Regions from separate parts of the Drosophila melanogaster genome. Here region 1 is linked to region 2. Evidence: chromatin contacts called from public Hi-C data. All regions are on one chromosome and are shown on one strand. The core of a region is the stretch at or near the end of the contact, and the rest is flanking DNA. Distances in the headings are between cores, read along the strand shown. Region 1 holds the start of Sema1a (Semaphorin 1a). Region 2 holds the start of CG43796.

Region 1 (6,486 bases), core at 864-3,363, 60 kb before region 2:
TGGGGGGCACAAGGCAGAGTCGAAAAACATTATGCGGGGGGTGCGTGAGTTTGAGGAAGAAGAATAAGAGAGTGCTGCTCTCTCCCACTCTTACTCTCACTCTCTCTGAGTCAATTTGAAACGCCGCGAGAATGAAATGCAGCGAAACGAATGGTGCACAAAACGTGGCCAGGAAAATAGAGAAATAAACAAAATATAAAAAGGATAATCCCAAAGAGAGAGGGAGGGTGGGTTAGCGAGAGCCAGGACCGTTTCATTCCCAAAACGTACCCAAAACAGAATACAAAAGCCTGGCTCTCCTTTCAACTCTCTCGCCCTCTTGCTCACACCCGCAGGATGGCGAAAAATCAATGAAAAATATGTGGAAAAATTGCCGAAATTGTATATTTTTGTGGATTCGCTCTGCTGCGGCCTAAACTTTGGGTGGAAACACAGTTTTCGTTATTTTCTTTTTCTAATGTGCCATAATATTCCAATTTTGTTGTGATTGCCAATTGCAATTGGGCAATTTTCGGCTTTATTATTGTTGCACACAAACACTCACACTAGCTCTCGATTGCACATGTTTCTAAATTGAGCAATTACCAATTTATTAATTAATGTACACAATGGACAAATCACTTTTCACAATTGCGCGACACAAAGGTAGCGGTGCTGGAATTTGTTTATCAACGCGAAAGAAACATTTATATCCTTGTCGAATATCCGGAAATTAACAAGAAAATATCTTGAAAAATAATATTTTACAAGAAACCAAATTTCGTTTTATGCAGCGTTTCTACCGGCGATTTATCCAATATTTTTGTTTATTTATTAATGCTGTTTTCAGATATTTTCCAACCGGAGCAACAACGCGCTGCAGCAGCGCGGGCGTTAAATTTTCGAATGAAAAGGGAACTCGCACGAAAGAGAGTTCAGTCTCAAATGGCACTTTCTCTGGCGCTAGGGCATTTTCCGCGCGTTAGTGCGTTTTCCAGCGCTGACTGCGAAGTCGCGAACGGTCACTTTTTCGGTTCTCTTTTTCTCTCTCCTCTCTTCTCTTAACAGCTGGTCAACAAACAATATGCAAATTAAAAAAAAAAACAATAAGGATAATTATTTTATTGACCTAAATATTAAACTAAGAGCGTGCTACTAAAAATTTATATAAAAATTGCAGGCCATAACACCATGTTATTTATATTACCGAATTTTATTGGAAAAAATGTTGTCTATGGCAAATTGAAAACATTAAAAAATATTAATAAATTTTTATCTAAAATTACTCAAACGATAAAATGCTTGAGCTCTTTTATTTGTTCACGCAAAATTGGAAAACACATACACGGTTAAGTTTCTTATTTCATAAACATATTAGTTTCTTGTGTCCTTTAGAAGGAACACGCTTAAAGAGAAATTTTAAAATGAGAGGCTCTCTTCAATAAGCCCTCTCCTCTCACTATTTCCTTTTCGTTGACTGAAACTCCCCCTCAATATAATCGGCCGCTTTAAACTCTTATTCTCCCTCGCGATACTTAAAATAATTAATTTAGTTATTCAAAAAAAATCAAGAATATTTTGAAAATTATGGAAAATACATAGTTTCAATTCAAATAGAAAATAGAAATAATGTTTGAAATTTCCGTCGTTCCGCTCTCAGTGGGCGCGGGTGAGACTGCGCCTGTCAAGGGCGTTTGTGTACGAATTTTGAATATCAACAATCTGAGGGCACGTGTAGAAAAAAATTTTTAAAAATTATATATTAGGAGAACACTTCTATAATCAGAAACCATATTTAGTCACCAAAAATAGTTCTTCTCGAATAATAAATACGTTTGGTACCTGGTACCTAATTGAAACCTGGCAGCTCTACACTCTTTTCCTATTAGGTTCTCTCTTAAAACGCGCTCTCTGTTTTGCCGGCCGTTTATATGTATTGCTTTATTTATAATTTACAATTTAACCAATTCACTTGGACACGCTTCTTATTCATATTTGTTTAATTCACAACTTAATAAATTATTAGGGCACTCTACGAAATATATTGTTTATGTTTTTATATGAGCACCTTGCAAATAAAACAACTAGAATGTTTTGTTGTACAAACAACACACACGCCAATACGAATGAAAACTGGTCGACTAGCGTTGCCATTGGGAATTTCTACAGCCAGTGCTACCATATTGGGTGGTAAGCTAAATGGGTCCGGCTTACAGTTACCCCTTAACAAAACTTATATACCCGTTGAAATGTGTTTCATTATATATCACTTCCAGGATGACCTAATTAAATATACATGTTTGACGTTTTTTTAAGCTATATGGTGCAATTTTTTATTTTAATTTGTTGGTCTGAAACATGTATTGCATTACTTAAATTTTGAAATTAAAAAATTAAAAAATTAAATTAATAAATTAAAACAATCAACAAAAAGTAATTTTTACATCTCTCCCCGACGGGGAATTGAACCCCGGTCTCCCGCGTGACAGGCGGGGATACTAACCACTATACTATCGAGGATGTTGTCTACCCACTGTCAAACAACCGTCTCGAGCTTGCACACTGTCTTCAGAGTACAAATGGGGAACAGATGAAATTGAAACAAGCATTCACACTCCGCAAACGGAAAACCCGAGTTTGACTCACTTTGTATAACATCCTCGATAGTATAGTGGTTAGTATCCCCGCCTGTCACGCGGGAGACCGGGGTTCAATTCCCCGTCGGGGAGATAAGTGCATTTTTTTTCAAGCTCGCATTTATTTCTTTTAAAATGGTACAAATAGATATCGTTTAGATTTTTATAAAGATTTATTAAGTAGGATCTTTAATCGCTGTTTTTTGTGGTAAAATACAATTTATTTTGTAATATCAATCATTAATTCAAAATGAAGTACATCTGAATACTGAGGAATTGTTTGGACAAGGTCATTGCTTAGAAGATAATACAGAAAACGCATAAGCAGGTACTAAAGGCTAATAAATTTAAAACATTAAAAACATGGACAAAGTGATTAACAAATAAATATGTATATCTGCAGTGCGACTAGTCAACCTGCTTGCCCTCGTCGCGATTTCGTTTGAAGGACACGGAATGAATAAGTAAGGGCGGTAGATTGCCACGCAGCATCTGGAGTCGTTTGCTCTTCTCCTTCTCTGGCCGTCGCAGTTCGTCCTTGGAGGACCCGGGCGAGGCAGAGGACGAGGCCATCGATGGCGACATGGAGGCCAGTGAACTGGCGCCGGGCAGCACCTCAGAGCTCTGGGTCAATAGCATGGCAGATCGACGGAAGTAGCGCGGCATGGAGTAATCATCCTGTGTGGCCCGAGCAGCATTCGCCGTTTGAATGGAATAGAGACTCTGCGATACCCGGTACTTCTCAATAGTGGGCGTGTCCTCGTAGTTCTTAGGCAGATTACTGAACGATATCGATGGCACCTCCGGCGTCATGCTGATCTGACTGCTTCCGGTCATCGTACCGCTAATGGAGAATATATCCGTCTCACTGGCCGACGAACGGACATTCATGTGCGGAACGCTCTTGGCGGATCGCAGGATCCGTTTGGGCGTGGTCGTCAGTCCACTGGGGTTGGCCAGCAGATGAGGATGCCGGTCGATGAGGCGAGGTCGCAGCACCACCTCCTCCATGATCTCCTCCTCCTCATCGGCCTTGTCGTCCTCCTTCTCCTCCTCGGCAATGGCCTCGAACTTTTTGGGAGTAAGTGTCGTTTGGCTACCCGACGGCGAGCATTCGGCCGAACTGGGAGCCAGGGTGAAGGTGATTCGCTTCTCGGTCGATCCTGTTCTCGCATCAGTGGCATCTCCTGCAAAAAGAAGATATACTCCGTTTAAAAAGTGTTCTGCATTTGCAAGTAACTAAACCCATATTATTTAGAGATATTGTCCTGATTTCATTGTACCCTAATTAGCCAGCTGCCAGAGAGGACAATATTATCTTTGGAAGAGTTGGAAAAGTAGATGCCATTGTAAGACGCATAAAAGGTTGGCAAACAAGATAACGGTTGAGTTCATGGCAGATAGGAAAGATATGTGCAGATAATAACTAGCCCTCGACTTTGGCTAAAATGGAAATTTTAGAGGCGGAACTTACTAGTTAAGTTTTATAGTAAATTTAATAGATTATTAGTCTTGCCTTCTTTTGACTTAATATTTCTGTACTCTTAAGATTTATAAATTTAATTTCATTTGACAACAAATACCCAAGCAATTGGGTAAGATGCATTTAAGCATCAAATGAGTCGTACCTTATCAGTATTATTTTTTATAGTATTCATTCTGATTCAGTCAATATTTTAGTATATAATTGCAATAAAATTTTGTTTCTTTATTTGGATAACAACATTGCGCTTTCAAGGCAAGTCATTTTCAAATATGTACATACTTAGTAAAGTCGCTTTGATAGTTTATTTGTGAAATGAAACTTAAAAGTAGGATAAAATTTAGCTGCAGTTAAAGATTATACTAATTCTGTTATGTAAAAATATGTATAGATACTTATGAAATCATTTAATTTACTGCCTAATAATTCTTAATCGGTAACTACTTAGATTTTGTTTTGAGAAAGCAAAATGTGTTAAACAATACAATATGACGTATGATTTAAGTATCGTCAAGACCCCCGACAATAAACGTCAGCTTTATAAGGTATAAGGTATAGGGTTCTGACGAAATAATATGATGTAGATGTGGAAATACTTAAAACAAAACAGCTATAAACTGTATAGGAGCCATTGACTGGCGAATCGGAAAAGTCATCCGACATTAGCAAGAGAACGTGATGACTACGTGAATGTAATTAAGATATCTCATACACACGTATGTATAACAATATAATTTACAAGTATAAATAAAAATGAAAATAGTACCGTGCATAAAACTTAATTGACAACTGAAACTGGGCTATTTATTGTTTACTGATCGCTGTTATTGTTTCGTTTTATTTCGAAATGAAACCTGAGATTATTCGAACATACAATCAATTAAACGCGATTTGTTAAATATCGATACATACAACACCTGCTGTTTAAATATTTTTAATTGAAAAGATCAATATATAATTGTATATTTAACATGCATAATATGAAGACGGAATTTATTTTCTATAGATATACTGATGTATTGATTATTTTTCAATTAACCTAAAACAAGTGAAGATGATATCTATATGTTATCATTTTTGCTTGGAGTTTTTAAATGTGTTCTATAGAATGAAATGACAGCTCTAAAGTTCTACAAATTTGACGATTTCTTTATTTTTATCAGCTAAGGAGGAATCGATTGTTAGCATGCAAAAACTGATTACCAGCTCGAGTTTCTTATCTATAAAAAAAATTACCTATACGTGTATTTTTGACAAAATACATAAATGGGCAGAAATATTCATATTGCATGGGTGTTTATTTGCTGTTAACACTCTTTTATATGGTCTCGATAAGAAAATCGAATATTTGACTAATTACGTTTGGTTCGTTTTGCTGATGGAATGGGCTTGGTGGCATAAGTCGGTCGCTGTGATTAACCATTTGCGAATATTGCGATAAATCAGTGGCGCAGGCCTAATAGCCCATTAAATCATCTCCAATTGCCAATGGTTTTATCTCTGCTTCCAATTGTGATAACAAATGTGTGACGTGCCGCAAAATATGTTTCTTTTTTTTATATATAACTCCAGATGAAACCAGTACCTTAAGGTGCTGTCTGCGTCATTGAGAAATAAAATTGTTAATTAAATTTGGACTCGGATCCAGATTTGTTCTTTTCCGCTCTTCCTCGTTTGGAGGTTCGAACTTCGAATGAATGAATTTCTTTTTTTTTTAAGCCAAATGGGGTTAATGGATTGTGAGTCAAGCCTGCGGAAAAATTTGGATTGCAAAAATTTGTAATAATTGTTTGAGCAAATGTGAAATTTGCTTTTCATATCGTCTTCGAAATTTGTTCATATATTGCTTATGCATTTTTTAGATTCCCTTTTTAATAAGCCAAGACTTTATTTGATTTTCGTAGATTCTCAGTGAAATCATTTCAACCACTTCTGAGAAATCTATCGAAAAACTGAACGCTTAGAATGTGAATATGTTTGACTAAGCGATCCCAGTCCCATGCAATTAGTAAAAGCTGTTGAGTAATGCCAACTTGACAAACAAAGCAATTGTTCAAAGTGCACAAAACAATTTGCTAAAATGATGGTAGGCGCGATTTAAAGGCACGACGATGTTGTATTAATCAGAACTTTTACGTAAAGATGAAGTCAGTAGTCAGTCAATTTAAATAGCACCTAAATATATATAAAATATGTGGAGCGTAAAAGTGAAAACCAAGCGAAAATTTTGTTTAAAAACTTTATGAAAATCATACTGTTTGCTCTTTGTCGCTTAGGACTAAACAATTACAAGGTCCAACAATTAAGACTTAAATGGTAAACGTTTAAGCTAACTTAAATTAGGCTACTTAGGAGTATAGATAATACTAAATGCCAGTCGCACTGGCA
Region 2 (6,721 bases), core at 1,573-4,072:
TAGAGTGCCCCATCCGTGACCTGCACCTCGATGAACTGGCCAATGCGACTGGACTCCGAGTTGGTCGTAGTTTTGGCGGATCCCAGGGATCGAAGTACTGTGAATGCAGCTGCCAGGTGCTTGAAGGCATCAGTCTCTGGACCTCCGCCGGCGATGGCGAAGAGCTGGCGCAGCATCAGCATCGCATTGGCCGTCTTTCCAGCGCCCGATGTTCCCGAGAGAATGATGGCCTGCGGATAGCCCGTCTCGCTCTGCTGACGCACTGCCTCCTGGACGATCTTCTGCAGCTGCGGGGCCAGCGGCATGGCGCGGGTGGAGGTGAGGGTCAGCGGGTTGCCCACGTCCAGGTACGGATTGATGGAGAGCAAGATTGGACCCACGTTCGTCTGAAACACCGCGCGCAAGATAAATGATAGTACATTAATTAACCGGGTGAGTCAAATGCTTCGAAGTCATTTGATAAATTCGAGGAAACATGTATAAATGAGTGAACAATGGGGTCAGCAAGCCACTTCGCAGGATATTTGGACGTCTTAAAACTAAAAAATCTTGGTTTGGAATCTAATTGCTTATAGAACCTTTCTGTAAAAAATGGTATTAAATGCCCTACAACTGCTTATTTTACATAATCAAATTAGGTTTAAATCACTTTTTTATAACTTCTGAGATATGCTTGGATAAAGAAAGAGCGGGGCTAAAAACTAACAATCTCCATCCCATTAAATTGAGTAAACACTACCAGCAAATGTGCAAAACCCGATCCAAGACCCAACTGGTCTGTTCATATGCTCACACCTCATCCGCCACACCGGCTGTCAAACTATTCCCCTCGACTAGATCATATCGACTTCCTCGGCCTTCCGCCAAGTAATTGTCGAAATTAGCAGTTAATCTGAGGCTGAGTGCAAACGGAGTTGGGTTTTAATGACAAACTATCAGAATAATTGCTGTAGACCCGTCTCTCCGGGACCGGTTTCAAATGGTTTATGTTCCTCTATGTGGACACAAGTGATTCGCCAAGGCGGATCCCGCTAATACTCACAAAGTACCGCCGCTCGTTGAATCGGGCCTGGAGCGTTCGCATCACGGCATGTTCGGTGAGCGGTCCCGACAAGTGGATCAGATCCTGCATGTCCTTGGGCGAGGAGTTGCCCTGTTGCTGCTGCTGTTGCATCTTCTGCTGACTTTCGGAGAATCCGAATCCAAAGGGCAGAGTCTTCACACTCTGGCAGGGATTCGTGTGCTTCGACTGCGGGATGAATGGCAATTGCTGGCTGTGGGCGTGGCTGAGATGGTGGCCAACGCCTCCGCCATTGATGCCCAGGTGTCCGGAGTTGGAGGTGCGCATGGGCAGCGTGTTGGAGTTGTTGCTGTTGTTGTTGACCGGTGCATGGGAATGGGAATTTTGCCCCAGGATACTTCCCATGCCGCTCATATGTGGCAGTGTCCCGGTGGACTGACCATGTCCGCTGCCACTCTGCTGATGCGACAGGCCCGGCTTCTCGGCCAACTGATGCGGAAGTGGATGTGGAATCGACGTGTTCCTCGCCGACACAACGGCGCCTCCTCCAGCGCCTCCTCCTCCACCAGAGCCCGAGTTTGCGGGCAATGTGTGGCTGAAGCTGTGATTCTATAAGAGTGAGGAGTGAAGAGAAATAAACATCTTTATCAAAGGAAATCGAATGTGGACAAGCTTGTTGCTCTTACAGTTCGATTTAAGATTTGTATATACTAGAGTAGGGTCCTAGTTTTAGAATATGTTTAAATACCATAACTTACCTTCGATGTCGTGTGATGTCCATTGGTGTGTTGCTGAACTGCACTGGCTGAAAGTCCTGCGCCGCTGGAACTCAGATTGAGATTCGGACTGGATGCGTTTAGGTCAAAGTTGTTGGCCTTGGGACCCGCATTGGGAGCTGGGGCGACGGGCTGCGCGCCATTTCCCTGGCTCTGACCCTGACCCGGTCCATGACCCACATGCAGGCGGTTTCGCAGAGTCACCAATTCGGTGCTCAGGCTTTTGAGCCGCTGCTGCAGATGAACTGCCTCGTTGGATGAAGATGCATCTGAAGAAAAGCGGATAAAGTTATTGTTTTATTACATTGTTGGTTACAACACCGACGAAAAGTGAAATAGTCTTGTTTATCATTCAAAATTTTTTTTTAATAGACAATTAATACTTTTGATTTTATTCCGAGCTCTGCCTTCGGTGGACAGATGAACTGAGATGATCTGCGTGCGCCTTTCGGACCACTAAGTGCATTCAACTTAATTGGAAATAAAGACTTCGCAAGGAATCTCAGTTCGCCTGCCGCCGCTTAAAATTCAATTTGTCTAATGAAGAAAAGATGCGCAAGTCGACTTGTTGTATTGGCCTATGATCCTAGATGATATCGGTGTGCCCAACATCATCGCAGTGTCCCTTGAAGGAGGATAGAGCACAGGCATTTTCTCTTTGACCCAACGGATCGGCCTGGTCAAGTTCTGGACACTGGTGTCCAGTTTAATTGAGCATTTTCCCTGATGTTGCCGAAAACGCTCCGGCTTGTGCAGAATGTTGTGCGGATCGCGGTAATAGTCCCGATACCTCTGGGTCTCCAAATAGAAGTTGTCAATCCTGTCCAGATCGTCGTAGTCAACATTGACCAATCCGATCCGGGGAGCAAAACCCAAAATGCCTCGTCGATGAACCTCCGCGTTTTTGGCCACCATCCTCATGTCTACTTCAGGAATTGGTTCCTTTCTCATATTTAACAAGTTTATGTATATGAAAGTCAACAAAGAAAAAGAAAGCTCTTGAAACCTAATGAATTGTCTGTCAAAGAGTGCAGCCAATGACTGGTAATTCACGGAAAGTGTGATAAATTAGAAGGTTCAAATAAAGACACCTTCAAATATTTGGGTGGTTTTGATAAGTTGGGCTATTTAAGAAATTTTCCAAAAATAGGTTATTTATGTTTCCTTGAATTCTTAGCACAATAATTTGCACTGAGAGCACCGAAGAATCTGAAATAGAACTATTGGCAATCGGCGCGCAACATCCTCGATAGTATAGTGGTTAGTATCCCCGCCTGTCACGCGGGAGACCGGGGTTCAATTCCCCGTCGGGGAGATGGGATATTTCCTTTCTTTTTAGCTCATATATGTAATTACAAGAGAATAAGTGAATATTTTTCTTGCAAATTTATATAAAGAAAGATAATGCATAAACTTGGCAATATGATCATTGAAATTATATTTTTATATCCATCTTTTTGTTTTACAAAAGTTCCAAAAATTGTAACATGTTTTAGGGATGTGCTTTTCTTTAAATAAGATTTTAATAAAAAAAAAGTATTGACAATCGTCTCCCCGACGGGGAATTGAACCCCGGTCTCCCGCGTGACAGGCGGGGATACTAACCACTATACTATCGAGGACGTTGAATTTCGCCTGCCAATAGTTCTATTCTAAATCTGTGCTTCACTTGAATCCCGGTAGATTAAATTATTGCTAAAATAGATGTTGGTTTAAATAGATTTTTGGTACACATTGAAAGTACTATAAATAAAGTAAATAATAAAGACAGGTGTCTTAATCTTTTGGTTAAGCTATTGCTTGAATAAATACACCTTTATTGCAGTTACATGCATTAAGCCTTTGGCTCTCTATTAAAAACATATAATCAGCAGACCATATGGAAATCTTCATTATGGCGAAAAGGAATTTAATTAGTTCTAATTAACAACTCAATACAACGAAAATCAATTCACATCGATTAATTTCGCCCGGGCCAACAGACTTTTGTGCACGCGAATCGCTTTGGTAGGCTTGTGCCAGAGGAGCAGAAAAAGTCATTTTAATAGATATAGATGGTGAGCATTTACATAAAATGTTAATGAACTAATTTCGCCGGAGTTAACGAAAAATAGAGACACCGAAAGCGCTAAGATGAAACACAAATTGGCGGCAGGTGACTACAAAATTTCAAAGACGTGTGTACATCCAGAATAGAAGATCAATGGGCAGACTCGACGAACAGCTAATAATGCCAACTGATTTATGAAGACTTTCAAAACAGGGCCGAGAGGTCATTGTTACAAGCCAACACCACGAAAAACGCTGACAAGCTAACAAGATTTTATTAAGCTTATGCGTTTCAGAAACTTGTCTACTATTTTTTACAGCCTTCAGCGGGAAATCAAATTAATTAGCTAATGAAAAACGGAGAAAAGCTTGGATGCAGAGTACTACTACCAAAGGTATATACCTTCGACCCATGTGTCGGTGAGCCAAAACAGAGAGGCAAGCTGGAAGGCTTATAACAAAATCAGAGTCGACAATATACAAAAAACAATATCATTGATGACTTGAGCTCAGACAGAGGAAACCAGTTTTGATGTTGTTGTTTTTTTTAGTGCTTTCTGTGGCCCAAAGTTGCACTCAAGAAATAAGACAAAAGCCACAGAAAAAGGTACAGAAAAGTCTGACATCGAAGTCAAACGAACAATTTCGAGTCTCTGTTCCAATCAATTAATCGGTGATAATTTCACCAACTAGACTAATGTACTGAAATTAATGTATTTAGCAATTAGCTTTATTGGCTTTTCCTCTACGCTTCAGTTCTCAGGGTTTTTTTTTTATGGAGCGGGCGACAAAATTTCGTGGAAGCTGAGTAACCAAGTTGGCCCAAACTGGTAGCCGAGCACAAGTTATCTGCTCTTAGTGGGCCCAGGGGCTTGGGAATGGAGAAGGTTGGTGTGGAAGAACAGTCGCGTCGCTCAAATGAAATGTTGCAAGTCGAGAGGCAAGCGACACCCATACAACCAGGTATCCATATAAGCGGATTCGGTTTGTAGTTATTGCCGATGATTATGAATATGAATGCGATCGACTGCGAATGTTCATGGAGGTTGATTGAAAAACTCAAACAGGCAGCCCAAGATGGTAAAGACAAGTAAGTCGAGAACCAATCAACTGACACTCTAGACAGATAGTCCAGAAAAGAAATCAAGCAAATGGCTTGACCATTAAGTTTAATATAAAGTTAAGCTTATGTTTCAGTCGGACATGTCATTGGGGTCCAAAAATATTAGAATAAAATCAGTGAGCTTTTAAAAACATATGAATAAGCAATTCATATTGGATTAATTGCGTTAACAATGATATGCTATAAAATTGGCGCATCTTGTCTATAATCATTCGAAAGATTTAAGCAACAAACTTGATTTTTACCGTGCCAGTTCTTTAAGCTGCAGTATCAGTTTAAATGATTGTCCCTTCCAACCGTAAGTTACTAAATAACTAAGTATTTTCTTCACTAACATCATTATCCAAAGGAATTAATTGCATATGTGTTCCTTTGAAAGTTGTTTATGCTCAAGAATTTCTGAAGATGGTGATGAATATTTGCGTTACCCCTGTACAAAAGACTTGGACAACAAACTTAAAATTCCTGTCACTGGATAGACTAGGGATATTGTCCAACTTACCCTGCAGCTTCTTCTCCGTCTCCCAAAATTTTTGCAATTCGGTAAAGTATTTATCCAGTATGAAGACTTTTGACAGGCCCAATGTGGCCATCGTTGTTGAACATTTGTGTGGCCACGACTACGACGACCAAGACGGCGATTTTCTTATTTGAATAATTCCGTATACAGGCTCTCACCGCCACCGATACACTCGCAAATGGCCGGAGGAACAGGTTTTCGTATTCGTATTCGTATTTCGTTTTTCGTTTTCCGCACAGGCTCTGGCAGGCACCGTATCTATATCTATGCCATACAGACCGAACCCGAAACCGAGTCCGAATAAATATATATACATACGTATGTTGCGAGCGGGATATACTCGTATATGTTTGGGCGAACGTTTGTGCAGCTGCAACAAGTGAAGCAACCGCACAGCACACGAAAATAAGTAAACAAGCGAAAAGAATGCAGAAGGGCGAGCGACGGCCAAAAAGCAAACCGAACCAAATCACTGGAAGCCTGGCCGTCAGGTTTTGGTTTTGGTTCTGGATCTGCTTTTGCTTTTCCTATATTATTGTGCTTTATTTTTTCCCCCCCACTTTTAACTTTAGTTGCTGCTGTTGTTTTCTTCGCGGCCGCGCTTATTTTCTCGTTTTGTGCAGACTTTTTTTTTTCGTCGTTTTGGTTTTGAAAAACGAGTTTCCAACTTTAACTCCAGGTCCAACAGGCAGCCAGACCCAGTGTAGATGTGCGCTTAGATACCTCGATGCCTCTCGATACCTCGAAGGTACACTCGAACACAGTATACAGACAGCCACACGGGGCGAGATGGATTGGAGTTTTCAGATCGATCCACTAGATTAGCGAATTTGCTGGTGGCACTTTCAACTCTCGACCAGCGTGACCTTTTCGCCGATTAATTATAAACTTTAATTGGGTTTTGTGCGATCGTTTCACTTGGTTTTCAGTCCAGCGAGAGAAAGAGAGGGTTGAGATACTCGTACAACATTCAAACGCGAGCACCCGATGCGAACGATTCAAACTCCAGCGGCAGACTGATCGCTGCTTCTGCTGCTTGGGAGCAGCTCCCTAAGATCTCGGGTCGGGCCTCTCAGCTCTGGTTACGTGCTCTCCCGCTCGGCCAGGTAACATTTCTAACAGGTAAAAGGCTCTACCCTCCGAGATGCGTGCAGTTGCTCAAATATGAGGTCAAGTGTTTGAACCTCCGCCCGCCGACCATCTCGACTCGTTTCGCTGGTCGCGTGATAATT

The links. A called contact is a pair of places that touch in the nucleus more often than the background predicts.
Region 1: a Hi-C map of the Kc167 cell line shows a contact between it and region 2, with 4 times the contacts expected there. A contact is called at or near these places in 35 of 107 Hi-C or Micro-C datasets (the Clone 8 cell line, the D17-c3 cell line, the Kc167 cell line and 18 more) and 3 of 7 datasets of targeted methods (the Kc167 cell line and the S2 cell line).

Annotation. Positions count from the first base shown.
Region 1 is chr2L:8,537,774-8,544,259 of dm6, reverse strand. Sema1a (Semaphorin 1a) reads right to left here and starts at 2,113. Exons shown (of 22, transcript NM_135399.5): 1 at 2,048-2,113. CG17834 reads right to left here. Exons shown (of 6, transcript NM_164827.2): 6 at 2,821-3,802. The coding sequence ends at 3,024. It overlaps tRNA:Asp-GTC-1-4 (transfer RNA:Aspartic acid-GTC 1-4), which reads left to right and starts at 2,637; the gene lies at 2,637-2,708. It overlaps tRNA:Asp-GTC-1-5 (transfer RNA:Aspartic acid-GTC 1-5), which reads right to left and starts at 2,499; the gene lies at 2,428-2,499.
Region 2 is chr2L:8,478,475-8,485,195 of dm6, reverse strand. It overlaps CG43796, which reads right to left and starts at 2,822. Exons shown (of 1, transcript NM_001273325.1): 1 at 2,191-2,822. The coding sequence starts at 2,718. The coding sequence ends at 2,335. It overlaps dachs (dachs,), which reads right to left. Exons shown (of 9, transcript NM_001201801.2): 4 at 1,780-2,066; 5 at 1,043-1,630; 6 at 1-386. It overlaps tRNA:Asp-GTC-1-2 (transfer RNA:Aspartic acid-GTC 1-2), which reads right to left and starts at 3,419; the gene lies at 3,348-3,419. It overlaps tRNA:Asp-GTC-1-3 (transfer RNA:Aspartic acid-GTC 1-3), which reads left to right and starts at 3,041; the gene lies at 3,041-3,112.